5 separate regions of the Mus musculus genome follow, and regions 1, 3, 4 and 5 are each linked to region 2. Evidence: chromatin contacts called from public HiChIP or PLAC-seq and promoter capture Hi-C data. All regions are on one chromosome and are shown on one strand. The core of a region is the stretch at or near the end of the contact, and the rest is flanking DNA. Distances in the headings are between cores, read along the strand shown.

Region 1 (5,580 bases), core at 793-3,292, 1.9 Mb after region 2:
TTGAGGGGTTTTTCTCAGGTGGCTCACTGGATTTCTTGGCCTTATATTACATGACCTCTACAAACCCCATAGATAATTCTGTTCCTGTCAAGACACTCTCACTGTGTAAAAGCTGTTTGTCTTCATTTGCCTCTAAACAAATCTAAGAAGTGTCACCTTCTTGATCAAGTCTGCACAGTTCTTTTTACCAAGGTTTCATATTCTCATAAAAGATGTGGGTACTATAATGAGCATATTATGAGTATTCTAGGTTTTTTTGAGTCAGAGACTTGCCTGCCTCAGTCTCTTAAGTTTTGAGAATCATGTATGTGTGCTTCCCAGGAATATCCTGGAAATTTTATTTTAATAAAGACCTTTTACTAACTGTGTGTGGTTATAATGTGAATGCATATATGTTTTAGACCTTTGAGACAGTCCTTCTCAAAGTGAGTCTAGCATAGGCTGTACTCAAACTATGTAGCTTATAATGGCCTTGAATTGATCCTCCTGCTATTGCCTTTCAAAGTCTGGTATTACAGTCTTGTATCACCGTATTTTTGAGAGTTAGAATGCACTAAAGCAGTTTTTACAGGGAAACTTACAAAATATATTATGTAGGCATTTTTATCATTTGCAGGCGACATTCTCGAAATATTTCAAGAGCCTCTGATTTAGAGGAAACAGAACTTTTAAATTATGTTACAAGTGACTGTGGGTTTCTTGCTTTACACACTAACCAATCAATGACTGACAATTTTACATGGCTTACTCATTAAAAACCTTTTGTCCTAACATTGTGGAATTAATAAGACTTCAGGGAGCAGGATAATAGGGACCTAAGGGAATGGGGTGGGAATCAAGAGGTTTGTGAGATACTCTCAACTTTGCTAGTGAAATGATTTATAGGCTAACTCTGGGTCAGTTTTTTCCAAACCATAAACCAAAATGTTCAGTAGAGATATGAGGAGAAATTTCATAAGTACAAGAAAACTAACGCTTCCCTATCAACTTTAGGTTTGATAAGGTTTCAAATGAGCCTGGAACAAGTTCTTCAATGATTTAAAATCCAGTGTATACTTGTTAAAAAAAAACAAACAAACAAAAAACAACCAACCAAACAAAACCTAGTATTTTATAGTCATGAACGGCTTGCAGAATGAGTCTTTTCAGTGTAATGTTACCCTCCTTCCACATTAGACTCAGATGGTTCTCTACAAGATTCCTGCACAGGCCAGTAAAACAGAATGGTTTTCATGGCCACTCCCTTGATCTTTGCACATCCTTTCTCGTAATTGTCTTACTCTGATAAGGTCCAGCAAGCAACTAAGCCTGTCAACTGCACAAATGTCTGCCTACCACATGCAGAGACTTTTTTTTGGCTTGCTCCTCTCTTCGGAACAAAGCTAATGTAGCCTGGACTTTCCACACCTCTAGTAAAGGCGAGAGACGTAGCAAAATTCCGTAGTGATGCACTCCGAAAGAGTTCGGACAACGCCATACTTCCATTCTAAGAACCCGAGGACCCTATGGCTTCCTGGCTGGCCTCCGCAAAGCAACCGCCCACCTCTTCAGGACCTTATTGGCGACCACCCTGCTCCCGCACCGCTGTCGCCAGCCAGCCAGCCAGCCAGCCCTGACCTCCTCGAACTGCTCGCCCGAACATCCAGCGCCGCGAGCCTCCAGCAACTCCCGGAACTGCTCCAGGGTGACGGACTCTTCACCGCGGCCCAGCCGCTCTTCCAGCCAGCGCAAGAGCGCGCCGTGGTGCCTCGACACCAGGGATTCGCAGGGAGGTGCGGGCCGCAACGCAGCCGCTGCCTCTCGCAGCCGAGCGGGTTCCAGGAGTGCAGCGGCGGAAGGCAGCACCGCGGCCGCAGGGCCGGGGCCGGGGGTCGTGCCAGAGTCGGCAGCCCAATCTTGATGTGGGCTCCAGCCCTCACCCCCTGCGGCCGCCGCTTCGTCTTCGCTGCTGTTACTCGGAGCGTTCCCCATGGGGTCTCCGTCTTGGGTGCTCGGAGGTGTCGCCGCCGCCGCCGCCTCCCAGCCACGACCTGTCAACCTCCGACAGCTCCTGGCGGGCGGGGACGGGGTGGAGACCACAGCGGCGGCAGTGACTTCCGGCTTCCTGGCTGTCGAGCGAGGCCTGATGTCGCAACGGAGCCGTCAAGCGGATTCCATTTGCTCACGACAGCTTAATGAAGCCCGGGAACCCACCCGTTAACGTATCCGTCTAGCCGCCTCTGCCGCCATCTTTGTTGAGGGCGGATAAACTGTAAGCCAGGACTTTTTGTTTGTTTGTTTGTTTGTTTGTTTTTTCTCTGTACTGTTCCCCTTTTCTGCTCCACGCTTCACGTTCAGAATCTAGGCTGGACAAGAAAAGAAGAAAGAGTCGGGGGCAAAAGAGTCAACTTTGCTGTGAAGTCTGTCAGTGTCGCGCTGCCGACGTCACGGCCGGCGTCTCTGCTGTCTTAGTGGTGGCTTAAGAGGTGGCTACCTCCGAAGCGTGTCTGGTGTGTTGCTGTATAGATGCTGAGGATATGCGGGCTTGGTGTGGTGCTGAGCCTGGCCGTGGCGGCGGTGGCTGTCATGGCCGTGTGGTTGATGGACTGGTGGGGTCCCCGCCCTGGTATTCGCCTCTTCCTTCCCGAGGAGCTAGCCCGCTATCGCGGCGGCCCAGGGGACCCGGGCCTGTACTTGGCACTGCTCGGCCGCGTCTACGACGTGTCCTCTGGCAGGAGGCACTACGAGCCTGGGGCGCACTATAGCGGCTTCGCAGGTATCGGCGAGGCTCTCACACCTTTTCCTCCTGCGTGGGCTCGTAGCCACGGCTTGCGTTCGTCCAGTAATTTATTCCTCCGCGCCTCGTCATCCCACATTCCTCAGACTGCTGCGGTGGGAAGGACACGGTCCTGGTTTGCAGCTTGGACGCAACTGTGCTAGTTATGTACCCTCCGACTCTGTCTGCTGCACTGTGTGACTGATTCGGAGAAAGATGTGTCTTGTTAGGTAGTGGTTACACTCAGAAGTCTACCTGGTCTCTAGAGCTACCGTGCTTTCAGGCTCTTTAGACTGACCCGAAATAACCTTTCCTCCGCCCGCCTCCGTTTCCCCTAATATAATATTTGAGTCTTTTTTAATTCTAGTAGATGCACTTGTCTGCTTTTCTTTAAAAAAAAAAAATGAGAATCAAGCGGGGAATGAAGTTAGAGCACAGGAAAGCAAGTATCTTTTGTAGTATTAAAATACCTACAATAAACCAGAAGTGGTGTTTTAACTGGAGTGGCTGAGACAGGAGGATCTCTTGAGCTACAAAGATCCATTGAGCCAGGAATTTGTGGCCAGGCTGGCTCTAAAACAACACGAAACAAAACTTCTGACAAAATTTGGTATATTAGCCTTCCTAAGAACATTTATCAAATTAACTCCATTCTGCTGTGCTCCCGTTACCCCTTAACAACGGAGGGGATCGGAAAATGTAATTTGACTAAAAGCCTTAACAAGATATGAGAACTACCAACCTAATAGCTTTTAATTTTTATTTTATGTGTATGAGTGTTTTACTTCCTTGTACAACTCTGAACTACCTGTGTACTTGGTGCCCATCGAAGCCAGAAGAGGTTTTCAAATCCCTGTAACTAGTAAACATGGTTGTGATCTGGGTGCTGGGAACTTTGCTTCTCTGGAGGAGCATCCACTGCTCTTAACCAGTAAGCCAGCTTCCCAGCTACCAATTTTAAAGGTGTTGTTTTTCTAGCCAAGGAGAATACCTCTCTCTTTGTTTATTTGGGAAGGAAGATCGCAGGGCAAGACTGGTAACTAGACTGACAAAAATTTCAAGCAGTCCACCGGTCATTTAGGAGAATTAGGAAGCTACCTTTAAATACAGATCACTCACTTCCTTCTCTCCAGACTTTTCAAACAGTCTAACCTGGGATAGGACCTACCCAAGGACATGGAGAGTTAGAAGCAATGCTAGACTGGAATCAAGAGTTTTTTCTTGCCACTTGAGTGCACTTTAGGACACTACTAACATCTGGTATAGCTGTCATGGATGCATGCACAAGTGTGAACATACATGCTTCCATTTCTGGGCTAGTATGCTCTAGTAGCTTTTGCGTTCTGTGCATATAATTTTTGAGCTCCATTTATTGACTACTACCATGGGTCCTCCCTTGGCCAGGTGCTGAGGAATCCAAGATGTGTCTGACTGCCCACACAGTCTATTAGGGAAGCAAATGTACTCATTTATATAGTCAGTACTTATTTTTATTAAGGCACAAGTCACAGAAAAGTCTTTATGTTAAAGGCACAGAGACAAACAAACATTATCATCACCTAATTTCAGAACATTTTGCTCATCCCCAAGGGAAACTACCCATCATCCACTCCTCTCCATTCTCTACCTCCCCACAACCCTTGGGAATTCCTGTGTACTTTCTCTTCCTATGGATTTGCCCCTTCTATGAATAGAATCATATACCTCACACATGTCCTTTTCTTTTTTCTTTTTTTTTTTTAATTTATTATTATATCTAAGTACACTGTAGCTGTCTTTAGATACACCAGAAGAGGGCGTCAGATCTCATTGCGGATGGTTGTGAGCCATCATGTGGTTGCTGGGATTTGAACTCAGGACCTTTGGAAGAGCAATCGGTGCTCTTAACCACTGAGCCATCTCTCCAGCCCCACATGTCCTTTTCTAGTCTAGCTTTGTAAAAGTAACTTTTATTCACCTGATGTAATTGTCACCTGGAAGGCTTACTGTCTCCTGCTAACCTAGGCCTAGTCCTGGAAGCTTCTAGCTCCCAGACAATCTAATCCGGGCCTAGAATGTTTTCAGCCTCCAAGACTTACTCCTATATAAGCTCACCCTTTCTAGTTCTGTTTGAGCTCTGGCTGGCTGGTTCAACTCAACTGTTAAAGCTCCAACTCCTTTCCAAGCTGACTGATTCAATCTGGCTTCTCTCTCGACCTCTGACTCTATTGCTCAGCTTGGCCTTAAACTAACTCTGGCATTCTTTTCTAATCTGGCTCCTTCTCATCTTCTGGCTCATTCCGCCTTTACCTGTATCTAGTCTGTTCCATCTTTCACTTATCTCTGTAAAACTGCCGCCTTCCCCTCTGCTGCCGGGCTGTTCCTTCTTAGGTTGCCTCTTTTTCCTCGTGAGAGTTGGGCAGATCCTGTCTCTGACTCATTCTGTCAGATATTTCCCTGATTTGTCACTTTGTCAATTAGAAGTCACTACAAACTAACTTTACCTTCTTTGGGATTAAAGTGTACTAAGGGTGTGGCTGTACTCCAGCCTGAGCAGCCACGTTGCTGGACTAAAATTCCTCTACATGACTTTTACTCAGTTTAGAGATTTTGAAGTTCATCCATAGTGTTATCAACATGCAGCCATTTAAAAAAAAAAAAAAAGACAGGTCTTACTATGTTGCCATGGTTGGCCTGGGACTCACTATGGAGATCATGCTGTCCTGATGTCCTGGAACTCACAGAGAGCTACCTGCCTCTACCTCCTTTTGTACCACACCCAGCACTCATTCTTTTTTATGACCAAGTAATACTGTACTGCATGTGTAAATATTACATTTAATGGG
Region 2 (5,367 bases), core at 776-3,275:
ACAAGATACCAGGCAATATTAAATATTTCAAAAGATAAAATATGAGAGGTGGGTGAATTCTTAGAATCAGGGAGAATCAGGGACAATTTAATTTAATGAATGTTTCTTGGCTGCTTTTGGATATAAGTGATAGGATCAAGCCTCTGTCTCATGCTGTCCATAGTTTTGACTATAGAATCCAAAAACTGAAACTCTGGACATAACCTTTTAAAGATTATTTGATTTAGTTTCTTGTGTTGATGAAGAAAAAAAAAAAAAGAACTAATCCCTTAAGGTCATTGGTTTATGTTTTTTAAAAAAATTTCTAGGGATAAAGATAGCCCATCCCAATACAAAGAGCCTGGCTTTGGTACTAGATAGTAATGGTTACATGAGTTACACATCAAACCTCAGGCCTTAACCCATGCAACATCTAATCTCACAAAGCCTCACAGCTATGTCAATTCTATAATGTTTTCTTTTCTTTCTCTCAGCAAGTACTCTCCTACTGAGCTGTCTCTTCACCCTTTTAAAAGTGATAAATTTAAAAACATTTGAGTTTTCCAGGTAGCCCTTAAACTTGTGATCCTCATTCTTCAGCCATTCCATGCTGGAATAAGGGATGTGTGCTTCCTTCCACCCAAGGTTTGCTCCATTATTATTTATTCTTGGAGACAGGGTTTCTCTATGTAGTTGTCTGTCCTGGAATTCACTGGGTAGAGAAGGCTCTTGAACTTGGAAAGATCCACCTGTCTCTGCCTCCAAAGTGCTGATATTAAAACACCATGTCCAGCTTTAAATCATTATTTTAAGATAGGGTCTTACTATATACACCATGCTGGCTTCAAACTCGTGGCAAGTCTCCTGCCTCCGTCTCCTCAGTGTTAGCATTACAGATGTGAGTCACCCTAGCTTGTTTATTACTATCATCATTGTTTTTTGTTTTTTATAAAAAGGATGCTCCTGAGGCTTGCAGAGAACTTCTGGGCTCTTGCTGGTCTCCTGCCTCCTGAGTAGCTTGGGCTACGTGCCATGTGCCACTTTGTTTGGCTACTGGGTTTATTTTATACTGATACTGAGGCCAAAAAGAGATATGATAATTTAGTCAAGGTCACATTCCCAGTGGTGACACCAGGATTCATACTGGAGACATTAACTCTGCAGCTTCCCAAGTGATTTTTACAGTATTTACCTTCATCGAGGGACGCAATAGAATCAGTTAAGCCTCAGTGCTGGAAAACACAAGTGGATAATGAAGTAATCTCATTCAATACTTAAATATCCTATATTGAATAATTCAGAGCCCCAAACCTTCCCTTTCAAAAATCAAGTGTCTCTTTGTGGAATAAATTGACATCAAATCCCCCCAGATTTGTCATCAATATACAATTCATAATATAATAAAACACAGACATGTCTTGTAGAGAATAAAGTTCCAGGTCTTTCTGTGGATTTCAGTTTCCAGAATCTCTGATGAATACATGTGACTAAGGAAAAGAATAGCTGAATCACATCTACAGGCGATTCCTTCCGATTAAAAATCTGTACCAGAAAGGAACACAAGGCAATCCATCTGCCTTTTAACCTCAACAGCTCTTCTGCCCAAGCCCACCAATTTACTTTGGTCCTTTTGGGTGGGTGGGTAGGTGGGGGATGGGGAATAATCCCACAGGCTAAGGCAGAAAGGAAGCATCCTGGCTTGGCTCCTGCTCTAGCCAGCAGGGGCCGAAATGCCAGTGCACCGGGTACCCGCGGTCCGCCGGGACAGCGCAGTGACCGCTGAGGCAGAGCAAGAGTCGTGATGGACGCCAGCCGTCAGGCAGTTTAGAGCAAAAGGGAAGCTTCCCAAGGGATCAGGGGGCAGAAGCGAGAAAAGCCGCGGACGGGACGCAAGCTCGCCGGTCGGCTCGGGTACAGCCGCCAGCTCACCCTGCGGAAGGGCGCGCGGCCCAGGCCCAGGCCCAGGCCCAGGCCCGGCCCGCGCATGCGCCGCGGGCCCTCCGCTCCCCTCCCTCTTCCTGGCGGGTCTGGGGCGGCGGCGGCGCGGTGACGTCAGGGCGTTGGGGCAGCTCCTGTGACAGACGGAGCTGGAGCGGCGGGGCGGCGGCGGAGTCCGGCGGCCGAGATAGCGAGTGAGGGAGCGAAGGAGCAGCGAGCCGAGAGTCCAGGGAGCGAGGAGGACCCGGAGGGGAGCGCTCAGGCGCGAGCGAGAGGACGAGCGAACGCTGGGCTAGGGCTCGAGCCCCGGAACGGCCGAGGAGCCCGCCCGCGGCCCTCCCCTCCCCCTCCCCGGGACCGGGCCCAGCGCGCCATCCTCCCCCTCCCTCCCTCCCTCCCTCCTTCCTCCCTTCCCTCTCCCTCCCCCTCCCCCGCTGGTGGATGGGAGTGAAGGACGGAAGAGGCCCTGCGGAGGCGGTGGTGCAGCGCTCCGGTAAGGCGGCGACGCTCTGCGCCCTCCCCTCTGTCTCTTCCATCGCGCTCGGGTGGCTGCGGGCCGGGCCGGCGGCCTGACGATGTGGCTGCGCCGGTCCCCTCCCTCCCATTCTCCCCTCCCCCTGCCGCCGCTGCCTCCTCCTTCTTCTTCTCCTCTCCTCGCTCTCAAAATGGCGGCCGCGACGGCCGTTGAGTGAGAGGCACCGAGGAGGGGGCCCTGGCCTGGGAGGGCGCTGCCCTGGCTCCGGTTCCTCCGACCCTGGCAGTGGGCTACTCAGGCTGCTGAGGGTTCAAGCCGTGGCCTCTCGGGCGGCATCGCCCTCCTGCCGCCGTGACTTAGCAAGAAAAGTATTCTTGGGTGGGAAGGGCGTGGATAGCAGGTCGCTCTCTGATCTTGGGGAAAGGGCTCAGCCCTCCTGGGCCGCGGAAGCGAACCCGCAGTCCCCACCCCTCCTTGGCTGGCGACTCGCCGCCGGGGCTCCAGCAGCTACCAGGCCTTCCAGGCGTCGGGTTCTCCGCTTGTCCTTAGGTTGAGGGTGGACCCGGGGAGGATGGCCCGCCGCTCAGGCCCTCGGCCCCCCGGTGCGGTGGTGGTCCAGCCTCTGCATTCAGTAAAGATCTGCAGCATCCACCCACCGAATCGGGCAGGATTTTCCTTTTTGCTACTGACTCCTCGCACGGGAGTTGTCTTTTGACGTTGCTAACACTGAGCTCCCAGGTTCTCGATCATTCCCTTCATCCCATCTCTCCACTCCATTAGGAAACGCTGTGACTATTTACCCTCTCTAGCCTCCCAGGTGAGAAAATGTTTTTTTGAGACGGTGGGCTGATTTCGTCTCCCAAGAGGAAAGAATTTCAGTCTTGAGATAGGAGAAAGCAAGGTGCCTGGCTTTATTTGTTATCCTGCCTGCTTTTTCCAGTGACTTAGCAAGAAACTCCTTGGGAGGAGCGCAGGAAATTTTCTGTTGAGGTTGGGTTTGGGTGTAATTCCTATCAGTATTTTTGGCTAAGAAATTGTGCCTTTGAAGAGTACCAGATTTGTGGTCTCATTCTCAATGGGCGATGTCATGTCAAGGATACCTCCTCCTCACCCCCCCCCCCCTTTAAGAGACAATTGGGAGAAAATAAAATTACTGCTTTTCTTACCTTTAATTTCAAACACACCCTCCTAAAGATTCACAACCTTTAAAAGATCCAGTAACATAAAGGTCATTTTAGCAATTCTCTTTTTGTTGGGTTGGCTTGTTTTGTGTGAAATTTCTTTTCTGGGGGTGGGATGGTGGAGACTTTGTTTGGGCCTCATGCCAGTAATATTGTCTTCTCTCTTCATTTTGCCACAGCAGTTGTTTGCTGTGTTTCCCCCTGCAGTAGAGCTTGATTGCTGCAGGATTCAATCCCTTAATTAGGAATATTCTTAGTTGGATATGCTAGTAATACTATGCTGAATTTACATTAAAAGCTTTAACTTTAAAATTTGATTTGGTATTAAGGCTTTAGCAAGCTTTTATTTCTAATATGTGTCTTTCAGGACATAGTTGTGCAAATAATTGGCAGTTACAAATTGTGTTTTTTTATTAACACAGAATATGAATTTAGAGTAATTTACTCCTTCACGGTCTATTTAAAAGATCATTGTTTGATTTCAGAGGGAAGGATTTTCTGTAATATATTTAAAGCTGCTGGTATATATAATTTTAAGAGTCAGAAAGGAAACCAGTTTTTTCGCAAAATATTTGTGCATATGTTGGTTTTGACAGAGCATACCCTGTTTTGGTACATCCTCCCACCCCCTTAAAAATGGGCTAATATTTGTGGCTGCTATAAGCAGCCATTGAGCCGAGAGGACTGGGTGGAGTAAGGGTGCGCCAGCAAAGCTGTGAAATGCTCAGTTGCCCTTTCACTGGGTTTTTTTCTCATCCTTAATGATTGTAAGGTTATTCAGTATTAATTGTAGGGACAATTAAGGCATTTCTCTATAGTGGATCTTAGAATCTCAGTTTTTCTACCTTTTTTTTTTCTTCTTCAAGAAGGGCATTGAGTAATTGGAATAAAGGCAGTATCCTTGCTCTGAAACAAGTACTTACTGTCCATGTGTGTGCATGTATTAAAAAAACTCCACATATGCTCTGGCTAGTTTTTTTTTTTTAATTATTCTAGCCAAATGGGTGTTAAATTAATGAATGCTAGGGATATTTGGCTACAAAAAGCATGGTATAGTGAAAAAAAAAATCTAGTTAAGAATACTAGTTTTCACTAAAATAGTTTTTTTTTTTTCTCTTGATGAACATCAAAGATGAGAAAATAGACAGTGGTTATTTTGTATTAAGAGCTCTTTAAATAGACCTTTTCTCTTGTGTTGCTTCTTGCATAGGACCTTTTCTGTGATAAAGAGCATAGCTCACTTTAGTTTCTTGTAAAGAATTGTAAATATGACAATGTAATTCTAATGAACCTTATGAGTGTTGTAACTTTGTATTTACATTTTTTGCTATTTTTCCATGTCCATTATGAAGTAGAAAGGCTATTATGGTGATGGATGAGAACATTACTATATTGTGTCTCAAATATCTTTAGCCCTACTCTTCCTAGTTAAGAGTGGTGAGCCTCCACCCCAAGCCCACGGCCACCCAGGAGCTTACTGATAATTTGATGGAGAGTACAAATGTGCTTTCATTCCTGGTACTTTCTCTGAATCTTACTTAATTTGATGGAATCAATTTTAAAAATCACAATTTTTTTTTTTTTTTTTTGGAGGCAGGGTTTCTCTGTGTATCCCTGGCTGTCCTGGAACTCACTTTGTAGACCAGACTGGCCTGGAACTCAGAAATCCGCCTGCCTCTGCCCCTCCAAGTGCTGGGACTAAAGGCGTGCGCCCGGCCCACAATTCTATATTTTTAAAAGTTTAATGAAGTCTGTTTGAATTTCTTTTTTTTTTTTTTTTCACTTGTTCATTTT
Region 3 (5,369 bases), core at 383-2,882, 1.5 Mb after region 2:
CCCCAAAGAACCGAATACAGACCCTTGGCAAGAGCATTTGAGACATGAAGCTCAAATGTGAGGTACTGCACTCAGTCCAAGTTTCTGGCTGGAGGAAGCCTTAGTGGCCACCTAGTTCAGATCAGAGAACAAGTTGAGGCCAAGAAAAAAGTGAGAGGTTACACTCTCACCTTGACATTCATATCTGTGAATTCACTGACTATAAACTGACCCTTTCAGGAAACAAATAGGAATGGAATCTGAGGCCATTCTGATCCTACTTACATCATCTTCCAACAGAGTCCACTGTCTTTAATTCATTGCATTTGTTTTAAAGGTATGTTTGTGTGTGTGTGTGTGTGTGTGTGTGTGTGTGTGTAGTGTGTGTGTGTGTGTGTATATATATATATATATATATATGTGTGTGTGTGTGTGTGTGTAGTGTGTGTGTGTGTGTATATATATATATGTGTGTGTGTGTGTGTGTGTATGTATATGTATATATATGAATGTATGTGTGTGTGTATATATACTGTATGTGTGTGAACATACATAGTATATATGTGTGTGTATATATGTGTGAATATGTATGTGTATATATTTATATAGTGTGTGTATATATGTGTATACATGTATGTGTGTGTGCACACAAACATGTGTGCCCGTCATGGGGCACATGTGGCAGTCAGGGGGCAGCTTTTCAAAAGTCAGTTCTTTCCTTCCATGGTAGGTTCTGAAGGTAGAATTCAGGTGACCAGGCTCACTCAGCAATTGCTATTACTGCTGAGCCATCCTGTGGACCCCTGGAGATGTACTTTTCTATCTTCTAGTTTTCAAAAGCCAGTGGTTGCAGCGTATAATCATCAGTCTGATTCTTTTCTAAAATGTTCATCAGCTTATCTCAGTGTCTCCCCACCTGCTCTGACAACTTTCCTCCAGAGATGCTCAGCAGGGGCTGGAATTCTTTGAGTAACCAAGTGAAATTATCAGTTTACTTGAACTTCAAAGGCATGAGGTAAGCCTAACGCTACGTCTCATTTCCAGAGCACAACCTGCCTAGGGGGTGGGGTCGGAAATGATGCCTGAACTAGAGGGCACAGGGTCATGAGTGGCGAGCGTGATAGTCAGGCCTGTGGTTATCACTTTGAAAGCAAGTCCTCTCGGCGCAAAGTACAAAAAGTGATGGGCGGATAGTAGAGGGATCCAGCGCCATGGTCAGGGGCCCCAGAAAAGCCGGAGAGCGGGAAGATCGGTGCCAGCAGGTGGGAAAGCTCCCTGGGCAAAATCTAACGGCTTAGCTTGAGCTGCAGCAGGCTTTGAAGCCCTAGAGGAAAGGGCAGCAGGCCTTGGAGGTCCGACAGACTGGGCAATCACGGGTACTTCTTCGCGGGAAGGTGTTGCCCGAGATGCCCCCAGGGTCGTCCCGGGGCGGCAGCTCCAGGGCTCTGCCTCACCTGGGGCCCGGCCACCGCGCTCTCAGTCTCTGCCCTCGCAGCCCGGGCGCAGCTCGCCAGCACCACGAACCCGGATGGGAGGCTGGGTGCAGCCTCCAATAGGGCGGCCTTCACGGACGTGGTGCCCAAGTCGATACCGAGAGTGACAGGTCGCGAAGCCATGGCAGTGGTGACAGCACAGCTCGGTGGCTTGAACCGCACGCCGGGGAACACTTCACTCTGGAGGGCAGTAAGGGGGCGGAGCTTCCTTGTCAATCTTTTAACCACTTCTATTGGTCGAGGAAAGCAAACACCACGCGCTCCCCACAGCGGCCTCCGGTGATAGGTGGAGAGACGACAGAAGGCGGGATCTATTGGTCAGAGGTTCCGGGACAGTGCCTGGGGTCCCAGGGTCTTCACCAGGGAGCACAGGGCTTCAAGGAGACAACAGAGACTTCGAGAACCCTGCTTCCCCTACAAGAGACTAGATCGCCCCTCACATCCGAGCCCCTGTCCCTGCCAAGGTGCCTATGCTCTTCCGCCCTTCCACCCTTCCCTCACCCCTACCAAGCGTTATCCTCCTGTATTCGTGAAAACTACAACTTCCAGAGCTCCTTGCACAGGGCTCGCGGCTTCAAGTCAGGTGGTTCAGGTCAGGTGACAGCTGGCCCCTCTTTCACACAAAGTCGGCGGAGCTCAGAGAGTCCTTACACTCCTAAGCGGTTTCTGGTGCGAGATTGTTGCTTTTGGTGAGGTCTGTCCACCAAGCCTGGGAAGCTGTCAGGTGAGAACCATCGCGACCGGGACAGCTACCCCCTTTTCTGGTATGACACCACCCACCCCAACAGACATTAGCCCCGCACCTCAGAGGGGCAACCTACGCTACCAGAGGGGCAGCGCCTGGGTTTCTAGCTTCTGGCCCCAACCCAGGCCCGCACATCTCTAGGTTTTAGGGCCAGGGTGTTGGTGAGCAAAAGCACGGACACCGACTGACAGCTGGTGTTGGTGGCACTATTCAGTATGTGGCGCCGCCTGAATCTGGCTTAGGAATGTGCAGGTAGGTAACTTGGGGTTGGGGGTAAATTCTGCTAGGACCATTCCAGGAGCTCGTGTTGATTCTCCCAGAGAATGAGAGGGTACCTGGATCTTGCCTTTTTCAATAATATTGAGGAAAATAACAATCTATGCTCTGTGAGAGCTTGCTGGGAGCCCTGGGTGGTAATAGTAATAACATTACCTCATTGTTTCTCAACTTTTTGTTATCTTACCAATCCACCTCAAACTTTTAATACAGCTGGTAAGCTCTATTTTTTTTTATTATGACGTTTGGGAGAGAGATAAGCAATTATTACAGCTATTTTTTCAGACCTCCAGAGCCTATTTTAGCCCCTTTGAGAATGTATGCCTTGTATTTCATCTCACTATAATCCTGTGGTGTAACTACCACTGTCCCTGTTTCCCCATTAAGAAACATAGGTTAATAAGTATTCCAGAATCATACAAGTAAATGGGAAACCTGGGACCTAGATAGTTCATCTCCAGGGAACATATTCCTTGTCCAATCTGTACTATCCCTTGAGGAATGTGGGTCTCCCCACTCTCATGGATTATGGCCAATTAGGTCCACGGGGGACAGGGGGCAGTGGGAGCAGAGACAAAGAGTGGTGGGCATGGTTTTGGAAGCCCTGTGAGTGGGTATGGTGAATGACCACTCCAAGACGAGCTTATAAAGTTTGGGGGACTGAAGGTAGGAACATCCAGGATAGTCAAAGGTCATTGGCTGAGGGCTTGAGGTACTGAAATGCCCCATTAGCATGGGGAAGCATTTCGGGAATCTCAGGTGCTCACCGAACAGGTTCTTATGAAAAGGAAGGGAATTGATCCTTAGGAAGGAATCTTGCTAAGGCTATGTGACAGTCATCAGGTAGAGGCCTGTGTTGGGGCTTCGAATTCCCCAGACAAGGTCAGAGGATGAGAAGTTCCACTTATGCCGAACCCATGGGCTATGCAGTCATGGTGGACCTCCACCTTAATTAACAGTTTTCCCACAGAGGAAGCTCCAGGTTATGGACCAAGAGCAGGACTACCTCAGACACCTGACTAAGGGAAGCTGCCACAGGAGATCTCTTGTGGGGGATAGTAGAGGCTCTTAAAAGTGTGCCATCTGATTGAGGTGTAGAAGATGGTAAACACACACACACACACACACACCAGAAGATGGGCATGGCAAGTCTTGTAACTTTGTCTTGTAACTTTTTACAAGCCTAGTTGTGTGTTTGACCAACTGATCTTTTTAGCATAGTAGGCGCCATCGGTTCTAGGTTTCTCCTTCAGAGATGCCTTAGCCTTTAGCACTGGGGAACATTTTGCTGACAGAGTGTTTGAGTTTCACTTGGAAGCAGTCCATATCTTCCAAGAAGTGATATTCATTTGTTTGTTTATTATATAGCATTCTGCCTACATGTATGCCTGCAGGCCAAAAGAGGACATCAGATCTCATTACAGATGGTTGTGAGCCATCATGTAGGTGCTGGAAATTGAACTCAGGACCTCTGGAAGAACAGCCAGTGCTCTGAACCTCTGAGACATCTCTCTAGCCTAAGGTGTTTTTTGTTTTTGTTTTTGTTTTTGTTTTAAGAGAACACTGCCAGTGTTGGTTGGTTGGTTGGTTGGTTGGTTGGTTTTCCTGTTAACTGGCTACAGAAAGCAGCTGAGGGAAAAGTGCAGGCTGTGTTCACATCCTCGGAGTAGGACTTTACACAACCCACGCAGCTGCTCCGAGTGGCTTTGCCCATTACATGAAACATAGATAGGTCCTCTCCGGGTCTCCTTCTCAGAGGTTGTGATGCCTGTGAGGTCAGAGGTGTGGAGGAGAAACCCTTTATGAACTGTCTCCCTGTCATGGGTCAGGGAGCATGTTGTCCATCAAGAGCTGAGCTAATCTAACCTTAACATGCCTCTCTCTTGCTCTTTCTTCCTCCTAGTTCTGAGAAGTCAGAGACCATGAGGAGGAATTGGCTGCTTATTTTGACCCTTTTTCTCTTGATGTTCATAGAGAAGTATGGTAAGTTTAAGACTGCCTTCTCAGCTTTGTAAAAATGAAATAGTGCAAAGAGTAACTTTTTTAATTTATTTAATGCCTCTATTGTATTAATAGTATATTGTCTCAACTTTTCATATCTAGGCATATTGTGATGGGTTTTAATTTTGTTAGGGATGTAATTTTCTTCTCATACTATTTATATAGTGTGATAATTTTTTTTTCAAGAACCAAACTTCAAGGATTATTTGTAAAGAGTAACCTCTTTGTCACCAAAGGTTTGGTACTGTCCAGCAACTGATGGTTGGCCTGCCACTCAAGAGAGGTAGCCAGATCCAGTTCTGGTGTAGGGACATTGTACAAAGAGCCAGATGATCCCAGTCATAGTTGGCATTTTAACCTTGGGTCCCTCTTGCTCTCTTGGTATCAGCACAGGTAACAGTTGGTTCCTTAGTCAGCCTGTATGACTGGCTCTCCGAGTCTCACCAAGCTGAGATAGTATCTGTAAAGAATAGCCTGTGCTTCTGCCCTCTGGACCTTGCAGAAAGGGTGATGGGCCCTGGGAGACACTAGGGAGGCCTTGTACCTAGTTCTCACAGATACAGACACAAGAAAAGTCTACCTGGCCCCACATTGTAAGAGAAAATACTTTTTCCTTAGAGGAGATTGGAACTGGTTACAGCATCCCAAGCCACCCAGAAAGCACACTAGTGGAGCTTACACAGCCTTGTCAGCGGATCCCTTCACATGCTGTTGTCATCCCAGACATCCTTGCAATACCCAAGACATCTCTCCTTCTGTAAATAGCTGTGTTTAGTATTCACAGTGCCCAGACCCATTTTAATCATCAGATAGGTTGTTACTCCAAAGCAAACGTACCTTAAATCCCCTCATTAACAATTTCCAGCAAATCTAGG
Region 4 (5,208 bases), core at 699-3,198, 1.7 Mb after region 2:
CTCCCTCCACACCAGTTGCTAACAGGAGGATTTCTAATATGTTCGGAGTTTGCCTCTAGTGTGGATCTGGGGAGTAGATAGACACACTGACTCCTGGTATGCAAATCCAGAGTCATGCATCCCTGCTACAACGATTCACTGGGTATCTGCAATATAAGAACGAGGAGGTAAACCAGTAGACCCCCAAAGACAAAGTCCCCACTCTCACCATTTGCTTTCCAGTAGAGTCATGAAGCAACAAATAAGAATGCTAGCAATAAATACATGATAGGTGCTGTGGGATGCCCTGGGAAGACAGCTACTACAACAAGACAGGGCAGGAGCAAGATGCTAGGGACACAATTGATGTAGCGCAGAGAGGGTTTGTACACAATGCAAGCTCTAAGCAGCTTTGGAAGGAGAAAGGCGGTACACAGTGTAGACACTTGGAGAACAGCAACTGGAGCCAGAGGGACTGGCCCATAGGTGCAAGTGCCATGAGGTGGGACAGTGCTTGCTCTGTATGAAGACCAGCACAGCAGATGTGGCTGCAGTGGAAAGTTCCTTAGTGGAGGTGTGCATCAGGAGAGAAGCTAAGGTCCACTTACACTGGCCTCGGGGGTGTTTTCCTGGCGGAGGCGACATTGTGACCACTAAGCAGGATTCCCAAGGGAGAAATGGGAGTTCACCCTGTGTCTAAAAGAGATCCCTTCCCAACGTGATAGCAATAGAGTGCTTCCCAACAGGCTTGGTTTAGGGTTTGTGAACAGAAACCAGAGGCCTCTAACACCAAAGGAGTCTTTAAGCAGGGAAGCAATTCACTTGGATAAGGTTTAAAATAAGCCCCAGTCCTGGTCTGAGGACTGGGCGTGGGGGACCAAGGAGCAGGTAGTAGGGTCTAGAACAGTCTGACCCACAGCGTATGTTGGATGGAAGAGGTAGAGATGCGCAGAAGACCCAGCCTCTTCCTTTTCCCTGGGATTTTCAAGGACACAGCTGTGCGCTTCTCTCACACCCTGAACCTGGCCAAGACAAAGAGAGGAGCTCACTGGGACACAGTCCTGGGACCCAAGGCATGTGACAGCTAGCTCTGCTCACTCTGTAACACCCTCAAGACAGACACACACCCCTTCCCTGACAGATGTAATCCTTGTCCTCGTGACCGGTGCTCACACACCACTCCATCCTGAAACGCACCCCTCAGGTACACAGGCACACTCTTGTGTCCACGTGACGCACGCACACCCGCCTCCAAACACCACACACAGCTCCCCGCGCACGTGTGCACCCTCGGAGCACCAATCCTGTACCCACCAGACCCAGAAACCACAGCGCCGCCTCCGCCACCCTCACTCAGTCAGGGGACGACTGCGCAGCAGCTGAAGTCGCTCGCTGCATCCGTCCCATTCATCACCCCGCCCCCAGCTCTCCACGGAAGACTCACGGGAGGGCTGTGGGAGAAGCGCTCTGCTGAGATCCACACGTGGGTGCACCCGTCCAGGCCCACTCCGAATAGACACGGCCTCCACCCAGAGCCGGGCCCAAGGCACCGCGCGCGCGGGGCTTCTATGCAGTCCCACAGACAGCAGCTGCGGAAGAAACGCAGGTGGTCGGGCACCCGCATAGCTGGCTTAGACAGATGCGGGCTCAGGGAACCATCCCGAGGACCTGGCCCTGCAGACACAGCGGGAATCTCTGCACACCAGATTCCGGCTGCCCACGTAGACCCGGCCTTGTAGACCACCCTTCTACAGCCCGTTGGCTGCACAGGGCGGCTCAGCCGTCCGCACCCCAGTTTCCAACTCCAAGTCCCGGCTGCTGACCCCTACCTAGGCACCTGGCGACAGTCTCTGCGGTGGGCACCAGGCTCGCTCCCGCTGTGCGCGCCCCGCCCTGCCCGCCTTGCCGGGCTAGGATCGCCCGGCTCAACCCGCTGGCGCCGCAGCTCCAGGCTGCGCTCGCTCCCCCCGCCCGCCGCCGCGCCGGCCCACGATCATTGGCTGTGCCGCGCAGCGCCCCGCAGAGATGTCCAATCAGAGTCCGGTCCTCCCGCCCAGGGGTAGAGGGGGCGGGTCTCGACGGGATCGGGAGGAGGTGGCTCGGGAGGGGCCCTGCGGATGGGCCCCGACGCGTCACGCCCCCGGCGCCCGCAGACAAGCAGGCTCGGGGAACCCGATGTCCCTCAGGCCACGTCGTGGGCCCCTCAGCCTGGCCTGAAGCGTACGATGCTTTTTTCGAGTCCTCAATCCGGTGTCCTAGTCTCTAGAGGCAAGAGCATCCCTCCTTCGGGATGAGGCCCGGTGCGTACCAAGGAGAGGCTAGGTAGAGGCCCTGGGAGAAGGGCCTGGAGTTGAGTGTTCTCCGGGGGGGTTGGGGGAGGGAAGGAGGAGGGAGATTCGTCAGAGTGCTGGGGTGGGGCGGCACTCAGGTTTGGAGAGGAGCAGGAGGTGACTGGCTGGGCTGAGGGAATGAAAAAGAGCCCTCCAGGACCAAGTGGCCTTGACTGTGGTTATGCCTGGGGACTGCCCTCACAGACTCCTGGTTCAATCCTGCTATTATTAGTCTATTGGAGATGCCCCACATCACTGCTTGCCTCAAACTCAGACCCATGTTGCTATCTCCAACCTGGTCTCACCTGTGTCTCTGTCTTAAACAGGAGTTAGAAACCAGGAGTTAGAAACCAGGAGTTACCTGTGTAGCAGGTTTTCTGACCCAACCGGGTGTAGCACAAGGATCTGCCATGTTGCCTCTTAAGATCCCTAAAGTCTCTCTCTCTCTCTCTCTCTCTCTCTCTCTCTCTCTCTCTCTCTCTCTCTCTCCCCACCATCTGCCCCTCCCTGAACTCGACCACCACGGTCATGCAGTATACCTCCACTTGATTAGTGCAGCAGCCCCACCCCTCACCCCAATCCAGTATCACTTCCCATTAACCTTTCTGGGACAACCAGAACAGGCACTAGGAACACCAGAGAGCTGCCTCTTAGGATCTTCCACTGCTTGCCACTAAGTCCCCTCAAGCCCTCCATAGCTCACCCCTCACCACTTGCCTGCCTAAACCCCACTTGTCTTTTGGCACTTAGTTCAATGCCTCTGCTGCTAGGAAGCCTTCCCCATGACCTTCTGGATACCTGGAATGCCCAGCAGCCCTTTCTCAGTGCTTTCCAGATCTCAGCACCTCTTCACCTGAGTCCTGTCTGGACTAAGAACTCTTGAGAGCAAGGGTCGAGATGAATTCGCCCAGCACAGCCTGACCTCCTGATGCATGCCCAGCATGTATTTGTTGAAATGAATAATTGGGTCCAGTAACTGGAGGATTGGATCTATAGGGCTGGAGTTCAGGAAAGAGCTGGGCTACAGAGACTCCTCCCCCCACCCCCAGTTTTGAAGATTGAATCCAGGGCTTCTTGCATTCTAAGCAAGGATGCTACTACTGAGCTATACCCCAATATTGAAGAGATGGTTTTGAGAGTCCTTGAGGATCCAGTCATAATTCTAATGGAAAGGCTCAAACAGATCAACTGAAGCAAGGCTGAGAGGATCAGATTAAGATCTAGGCAACAACAACAACAAATCTTACATATATATAAATCTTGAAAAACAGTTCTGGGCTGGTATGATGGCTCTGCTCCACAAAAGCCTTTGAGATGTGGCTCTCTCCACTCCCTGCACCAGGAAGCCCTGGAGATGGCCTTTGACCTCGTGATTCTGAATAGGGGCTGGAACTCCAGTTATCACGTATGCATTCCAGGTTTTGGAATGGAGAAAAATAATGAAGGGTCGATGCTAACTCTTTATTTTATGTGGGTGACTGTTTTGCCTACATGTATGCCTATATGTGCATCTGTGTGTGCTTACGGAGAGTTGTGAGCCACTGTGTGGGTGCTGGGAACTGAATCTGGCTCCCCTGTAAGAACAGCATGTGCTCTCAACCACTGAGCCATCTCTCTACCCCAACAGTAGCTCTTTTAAAGACAGCGCCACGGAACATTCCCTGTGCATCCCACTAACGTGAATTTTGTCACATAACCAGACCAGGTAGCAAGAGCAAGAACATGAAAAGGGGCCGGGCAGTGGTGGTGGATCCCTTTAATCCCAACACTCAGAGGCAGACGCAGGTAGATCTCCAAGTTCAAGGCCAGCCTGGACTATAGAGCGAGTTCCAGAACAGCCAAGGCTACACAGAGAAACGTATCTCGAAACAAAGCAAAGCAAAACAAAACAAAAAAAGGAAAGAAAGGGGAAAAAACCTACCACCACCACCAACAACAAATGCAACCTCCATCATAGGCAGCCAAAAGCCCAACCAAGGAGCAAGGATTATAGCACCAAGAAACCAAGAAGACCCTGTGTGTGTGTGTGTGTGTGTGTGTGTGTGAGTTCCAGAGACAATGTATATCAGGCACTGCCTTGGGCACTTCACATGTATTACCTCAACCCTAGCAGAGGTTGCCACCAGTACCCAGACACACCGAGGAGCCTTGGAGAGAAGCCACTTACCAAAGACACAGGGTGAGCCATATGAGAGCTGTAAGAGGCCTTCTTCCCCTACACTCCATGCCTGCCGGGAAACCAGGAGAGGCTGCACTGGGGTACCACTAGAACGAATCTTTGAAAAACGGTTAAATGCTGGGAGCCAAACAAGATGCAGGACCAAGTGTCCCCGTGGCTTTTACATCAAGGACTCTGCTGGTGACCTTGGCAAGGGCATCTGGAAGGGATGGGGGGTGGAGGCCAGTTACTGAGAAGGGCAAACTGGTCTTTCTGGAAGGGTGGCAACGAGGAGGGAGTAGGCTGCTCTACAGGGCAACATGAGCCAGAGAAGGAGGCAAGAGAGGAAGACGTGCAGAGCACAGGCTAAGAGAGAGGAGGCCGCCTTGGCCTGAGGTACTATTTTTCCTTCCACGCAGGAGGAAAGGAACAGTAGGCACAGACTGTGGAGACTACAAAAGAGGAGGATGGAAGGTTCTTGGCTGGGGAAGCTGGCAGAAGGCCAAGGTCTGAGAGAACAACTGGTCCATGCTGTCCACTCTGCTAGCCGCCACTACATGTAAAATAGCTACATACAGCTATTCTAGTGAATTAAAAGTAAATCAGAACTGGGTATAGTGCCGAGTATCTGTGATCTTAGCATTTGAGAGGCTGAGGCAAGAGGATCATGTGTTTAAAATCATGCCACATAATCATGCCACATAACAAGGCATTGTTTTGTTTTGTTTTGTTGAAACAAAA
Region 5 (4,927 bases), core at 2,402-4,901, 1.6 Mb after region 2:
CCTCCTCAGCACTCGTGGATTGGAGCACTGCTGCAGCCTCCTCACCAGCTTCTCTGCTGTCTCCTCTTACTCCTCAACTCCATCTTCTGTACAAGTGTAATGGTCCCTACCATGTTCAAGACCAACCATGGCTTCCCAGAGCCTGTGCTCTGAGTTCTCCATGCTGCTCAACTCTAGCACTGAGAAGCCCTCAGGTATCCACGTCTTCCACATGTCCCATATATAACCATATGCCTGTGCACACCACACACTCTGTGTACTTGTGTGCATGACATACATACCTCATGGGTACCTATAAACCCCATGAGCCCCATATGTACTACTAATACCCTACATGTACTCATGTGTATACGTGTCATACACACATAATGCATATTCCACAACTGCAGTGCACACTGCATGCTCCATAGATCCTATCTAACTTCCATATAAAATCTGTACACCTCATACATGCCATATGTCTTACATGCCACACAGGCTATATACTTCATACGGTCTACAATATAGTAATACACAGGAACCATATATGCACCACTCGCATCTCATACACTCCCTATACATACCACACATACTTCATACACACAAGCCAGTTTTCCAGAGGTCAGAGATGTAAGGTTTCACTTGTCCTTTCTACCTGAGTGTTGTTTCCTGGTTCCACTGAGTCCTGTGGCTCTTTCCACGAACCCTTCCCCGGGCTAGGGAAGTTAGTGTGTGTATGGCCTGCTTTTCATCACATGGGGCCCAGCAGGTCCTAATCTAGGATGGAGAGGACAACATCAGAGCAAACAGCCTTCTGCTCCATGCCTTTGCTTCTCCATCTTCTTCACATGCCCAGGCCTTGCTGCTTCTGAGAGCCCCTCTTCCTAGTCTGCCTATCTGCTGAGACCCTACAATTCTCCTAGGCATATCAGGTACCTGGATCCCTGTTCCTGAGGACCAAGCTTTTCTCTCACATCTACACATAGCTGTAGGCTAGGCCTAGGTGGAACCAGGACAGCCACCTCCTCGCTTCCTCAGAGTGGGAACCACTGGGGGAGCTTGGGTTGGTGTACTGAGTAGAGCAGGCCCTGGACTCTGGTTCCTTCCTCTTAGCCCACAAGGTTTCATAGATCCATAGCAACGTTCCCTTCACACAGGAGAAGTAAACTCGACCTCCGAGAATTCAGGAGGAAGTGAGTTACCATGGTCACAGAATGAGTCAGGACAGGATTAACTCAGGGGCAGACTACATGGCATCGGGGTGTACTGCGGCTGGGGGCTGGGCTGCTCTAGACTTCCATGTGTCTGCACCTGCATTTTCTACGAACCTTCCTTAGACAATCTTAAGCTCATTTGCTCCCATGAGTGAGTGACAGGAAAAGATCATTACTACAGTGGGTGCCTTGGAAGGGCAGAAGGGCAGATGGGCAGAGCCACCTGGTCAGGAACAGTTGTGGATTGGCCCCAGCCCAGGGAAGCCAGGCAGGCACAGGACTCAAGAGCTTGGGCCTGTGCTCGGTCTGCATTCTCATTCTCCTTGATCACACCTTGCCTGCTTCTGACTCCCAAAGCCCTCAGGACTCAGCCTCAGTCTTGAGGCCTGACGGATCATCAACTCCAGGCAACACGGTGTACAACAGTGCTATCTCACGTCCTCCATCACATACCAAGGCCAATCTCACTCCATCCACAGCATAGCCAGCCCCACAGGCTGCGGGGCCTCGGTGCAAATCCGCCCATCCCACCTGTTAGGTTTTGTTTTGTTTTGTTTTGTTTTGTTTTTCCAAGACAGGGTTTCTGTGTCTCTCTGTGTAGCCCTGGCTGTCTTGGAACTCACTCTGTAGACCAAACTGTCTTGGAACTCAGAGATCTGCCTGCCTCTGTCTCCTTAGTGCTGGGGTTAAAGGTGTGTACCACCACTGCTTGGCTCCATCTTGTTCTTGGTTGTCAACTGGGGCTGTGCCAGAGCCTCAGGGGTTTGATGAATGACAGGTAGTGGAGGAGGTGCCGAGGTGATGTCATTGGTAAGGAGTTGCAGGAAACAAAGGTGGGCAGACGCCCAAAGTGCCACTGCTAGGGTCATCGTTCCAGGCCATGGAGCAACCTGGAGCTGTGAGGCAGGGCAGAGGTCCACCTAGACGTGATTCTGTCTCTACTGCTCCTTGGTTGCACCCTCTCAGTCTCTGGGCCTCAGTCACCTCTATAATGGAGTGGACTACTCTAGTCTCAGCATCTTTTCTAGACAGCTTTGATGATGGGGCATCAGAGCTATGATTAAAAAAAGTGGGGAGTGAGACCCCATTTCCCCCTCTGTAGATAACAGAAATAAACACAAGTCTAGGAATCAAAATAACAAATAGTTCAACCAACTTTATCTTCCCATGGTGACTATCAAATGCTTAAAAAACAAAGCTTGTGTGTCTGTGCACATAAGTGTGTGTGCTCATGAGCATGGCATCATGCAGAGGACAGAAGACAAGCCAGCTCTCTCTTTTTACTATGTGGGTCTCCAGAACGGAATTCAGGTCATCAGGCTTGGCAGAAAGTGCCTTAACCTGCTGAGCCATCTCACTGGCTCCCCTAGGTCTTTTTAAAATATCAAAAATTTCCCGCCGGGTGTGGTGGCACACACCTTTAATCCCAGCACTCCGGAGGCAGAGGCAGATGAATTTCTGAGTTTGAAGCCAGCCTGGTCTACAAAGTGAGTTCCAGGACAGCCAGGACTACACAGAGAAACCCTGTCTCGAAAAACAACAACAAACAACAACAACAACAAAATTCCCTAAAACGTTGATGATCTGAGCAGGGTTTAGCTTGCCTTCCGGGTGCTCTGGCTCATAGCGGGTGCTCATCCTGCATTCTCCTCCTATGATGGCTCAGCTCCTTCATACCTTCAAAGAACTGGCTTCTATAGCTACAGCTCCCTGCCCTTATGTAACTATGTGTGATACTCACCTATTCTCTTGCCAGAGATGAACAAGAAAAGAGACCTAGATGGCTAGGTAAGTTCAGACTAGAGCCCTGTCTGAGCAGTCCCCGGGGGTTCAGCTGATTATGCTATCTTGTCTCTGGGATCTTAAGGTGGTCTCAGGGCAGTTTGTCCCAAAAGCAGTCCCCACTCAGGGTTAAAGACAGAATGGGATCCCCTGGCAGCAGAAATGCCTGCCCCTCCACCACAGCACAGAACAAGAAACAGCTTCCCCCACAACATTCACTCTGTAGAGTTTCACCCCCAGTCTCCTGCTAGTCTTCATGTTCTCTCAAGTCCTTCCAATCCCCAGCAGCTGAAACTGGTCTATTAAAGAAGAGCCCTCTTCTGGGTGGCACAGGGTATCACTGGGTCCCACACTCTGGGAACTAACTGGGCATAGAACTGAGGATGTGGCGGAGTGAGGGGAGGCTGAATAGAGAGGGAAAGGGGGTGGCAGAGCCCTAATGCCTGAGGCCAGCAACAATGAAGAGGTCCTCCCCAGTAAACCTGCAGTTCTGTCTGAGCAAAGGCTCTTCCCAAGGGAAGCCCATCACTTCTCTAACCACTAATCCTGAGCCCAGGCAGACAGAGATGATAGCATCTGAAGACAGGGGGTAAGACTGACTTACTGGCCATGCAGAGAAGGGTATGGAAGAGCCACTTCATAGCTGGAGCAGATGCAGCTGTGTGAGCTGAGTGGGGCGACACAGAAGGACCTCAGAAAGTACTCAGCTTCCCTTCCCCTGCAGGGGAGGCCAGGAGGTGGAGACAGAAGCATCTACAGATAAGGGACCACAGGCCCACAGGTACTTTTTTTGTTTTTGTTTTTCGAGACAGGGTTTCTCTATATAGCCCTGGCTGTCCTGGAACTCACTCTGTAGACCAGGCTGGCCTCGAACTAAAAATCCACCTGCCTCTGCCTCCAGAGTGCTGGGAATAAAGGTGTGCACCACCACTGCCCGGCTCCTGAGGTACTTTTAAGTAGACATAGCCACCATAGCTTGTACAAGGCCAGCACGTGACTTCACCCATAGCTGTGGGCTGGGTCCTAGGAACGTAAGACAATTGCCAGCCCAGTTCCATCACTCACTAGACTCACCATCTCATGCACGAGTGAGCTAAGATTTGGCTGGTGGTCGTTCTGAGTGTCTTTGGCAGACAGAGGGGGTGCAGGAGCAAGTCGTCCACGTAGGTGAATTCCAGCCTGTCCTATCCAAAATGTTCCCCAGTCAGACTCATGGGGTCAGTCCCCAGCCATATTGGGTCCCCTCAAATAGAAAGTGGCCTCACAGGTAGGAACTGGGCTCTTATGTCTGCTCCTGTACTAAACACATAGGGCTGTGGAGGACCAGGTGAGCATGGAGACCCTATGTATTAGTTAAAGTCATTGCTTCAATCCAGTTGTGGTTCAAATGTCTTCAAAGTCTGAAGCGGGTAACAGCTTCACAGCTCTGGGCTTCCAGCCTAACAGAAGAGGTAGACCTCATGGCCTTTATAGCCAGCTCTGACCCTGCCCAGGCGGTGGAGAGTCTACTACCAACAGGGGCAGTCATATCTAAAGACTAATTTCCTCAATGATCAAGTTTGCCCACACAGCAGTGAGGGAAGGAAGCCATTCTGCACAGCCCAGCAGAGCTCTGGACAGGTAAGCCTCGGACGATCCCAGCTTTCAGGAGTGTAGGGTGGGAAGACTGAGTTCAAGGCCAGCCTGGGCCATGTGGTAAGACCTCTCTGCAAAGATGGGCTGCTTTGAACCCAACTGTCCAACTGGAGCTATCAGCCACAAATAACTGACACGTTAAAATGACGTTAGTGTATGGACAGAACTGAACTCTAGAGCATATGCAATCTTAATCTTAATTCAGAAAAGCTGGGCATCAAACCTCTCATTCTTCCATAGATGTAAGCGAACATTCTGGAGTATTATAGTATTAGCAAAAGCAGACAACCACATGGCCTTAATGACTACATGAAAAT

The links. Promoter capture Hi-C pulls out the DNA fragments that hold promoters and counts their contacts. HiChIP or PLAC-seq counts read pairs in DNA pulled down with a chosen protein or histone mark.
Region 1: a promoter capture Hi-C map of embryonic stem cells shows a contact between it and region 2, with 4 times the contacts expected there. The contact joins the promoter of Zzef1 here to the promoter of Pafah1b1 in region 2. A contact is called at or near these places in 10 of 39 promoter capture datasets (the 3T3-L1 cell line, cranial neural crest, embryonic stem cells and 6 more), 1 of 484 Hi-C or Micro-C datasets (embryonic stem cells) and 8 of 115 datasets of contacts at active chromatin or transcription factors (astrocytes, cardiomyocytes, differentiating embryonic stem cells and 5 more).
Region 3: a promoter capture Hi-C map of embryonic stem cells shows a contact between it and region 2, with 3 times the contacts expected there. The contact joins the promoter of Shpk here to the promoter of Pafah1b1 in region 2. A contact is called at or near these places in 9 of 39 promoter capture datasets (the C10 cell line, cranial neural crest, embryonic stem cells and 4 more), 6 of 115 datasets of contacts at active chromatin or transcription factors (astrocytes, embryonic limb bud, embryonic stem cells and 3 more) and 3 of 9 other capture datasets (adipose tissue, liver and macrophages).
Region 4: a contact with region 2 is called in a promoter capture Hi-C map of hippocampal neurons, with 10 times the contacts expected there. The contact joins the promoter of Camkk1 here to the promoter of Pafah1b1 in region 2. A contact is called at or near these places in 10 of 39 promoter capture datasets (the C10 cell line, cranial neural crest, embryonic stem cells and 7 more) and 8 of 115 datasets of contacts at active chromatin or transcription factors (SST interneurons, embryonic forebrain, embryonic limb bud and 4 more).
Region 5: an H3K27ac HiChIP or PLAC-seq map of acute myeloid leukemia shows a contact between it and region 2, with 10 times the contacts expected there. The contact joins the promoter of Itgae here to the promoter of Pafah1b1 in region 2. A contact is called at or near these places in 4 of 39 promoter capture datasets (cranial neural crest, hippocampal neurons and liver) and 5 of 115 datasets of contacts at active chromatin or transcription factors (acute myeloid leukemia, embryonic hindbrain, extraembryonic endoderm stem cells and 2 more).

The regions. Positions count from the first base shown.
Region 1 is chr11:72,792,688-72,798,267 of GRCm38.p6, reverse strand. It overlaps Zzef1 (zinc finger, ZZ-type with EF hand domain 1), which reads right to left and starts at 2,042. Exons shown (of 55, transcript NM_001045536.2): 1 at 1,618-2,042. The coding sequence starts at 1,971. It overlaps Cyb5d2 (cytochrome b5 domain containing 2), which reads left to right and starts at 2,429. Exons shown (of 4, transcript NM_001024926.3): 1 at 2,429-2,755. The coding sequence starts at 2,506.
Region 2 is chr11:74,721,042-74,726,408 of GRCm38.p6, reverse strand. Pafah1b1 (platelet-activating factor acetylhydrolase, isoform 1b, subunit 1) reads left to right here and starts at 2,025. Exons shown (of 11, transcript NM_013625.4): 1 at 2,025-2,410.
Region 3 is chr11:73,195,745-73,201,113 of GRCm38.p6, reverse strand. It overlaps Shpk (sedoheptulokinase), which reads right to left and starts at 1,632. Exons shown (of 7, transcript NM_029031.3): 1 at 1,434-1,632. The coding sequence starts at 1,595. Ctns (cystinosis, nephropathic) reads left to right here and starts at 2,095. Exons shown (of 11, transcript NM_031251.4): 1 at 2,095-2,196; 2 at 4,397-4,476. The coding sequence starts at 4,416.
Region 4 is chr11:73,015,728-73,020,935 of GRCm38.p6, reverse strand. Camkk1 (calcium/calmodulin-dependent protein kinase kinase 1, alpha) reads right to left here and starts at 1,948. Exons shown (of 16, transcript NM_018883.3): 1 at 1,809-1,948. 4732414G09Rik (RIKEN cDNA 4732414G09 gene) reads left to right here and starts at 2,095. Exons shown (of 3, transcript NR_152202.1): 1 at 2,095-2,279; 2 at 4,423-4,488; 3 at 4,887-5,080.
Region 5 is chr11:73,089,307-73,094,233 of GRCm38.p6, reverse strand. It overlaps Itgae (integrin alpha E, epithelial-associated), which reads right to left and starts at 3,651. Exons shown (of 31, transcript NM_008399.3): 1 at 3,580-3,651. The coding sequence starts at 3,616.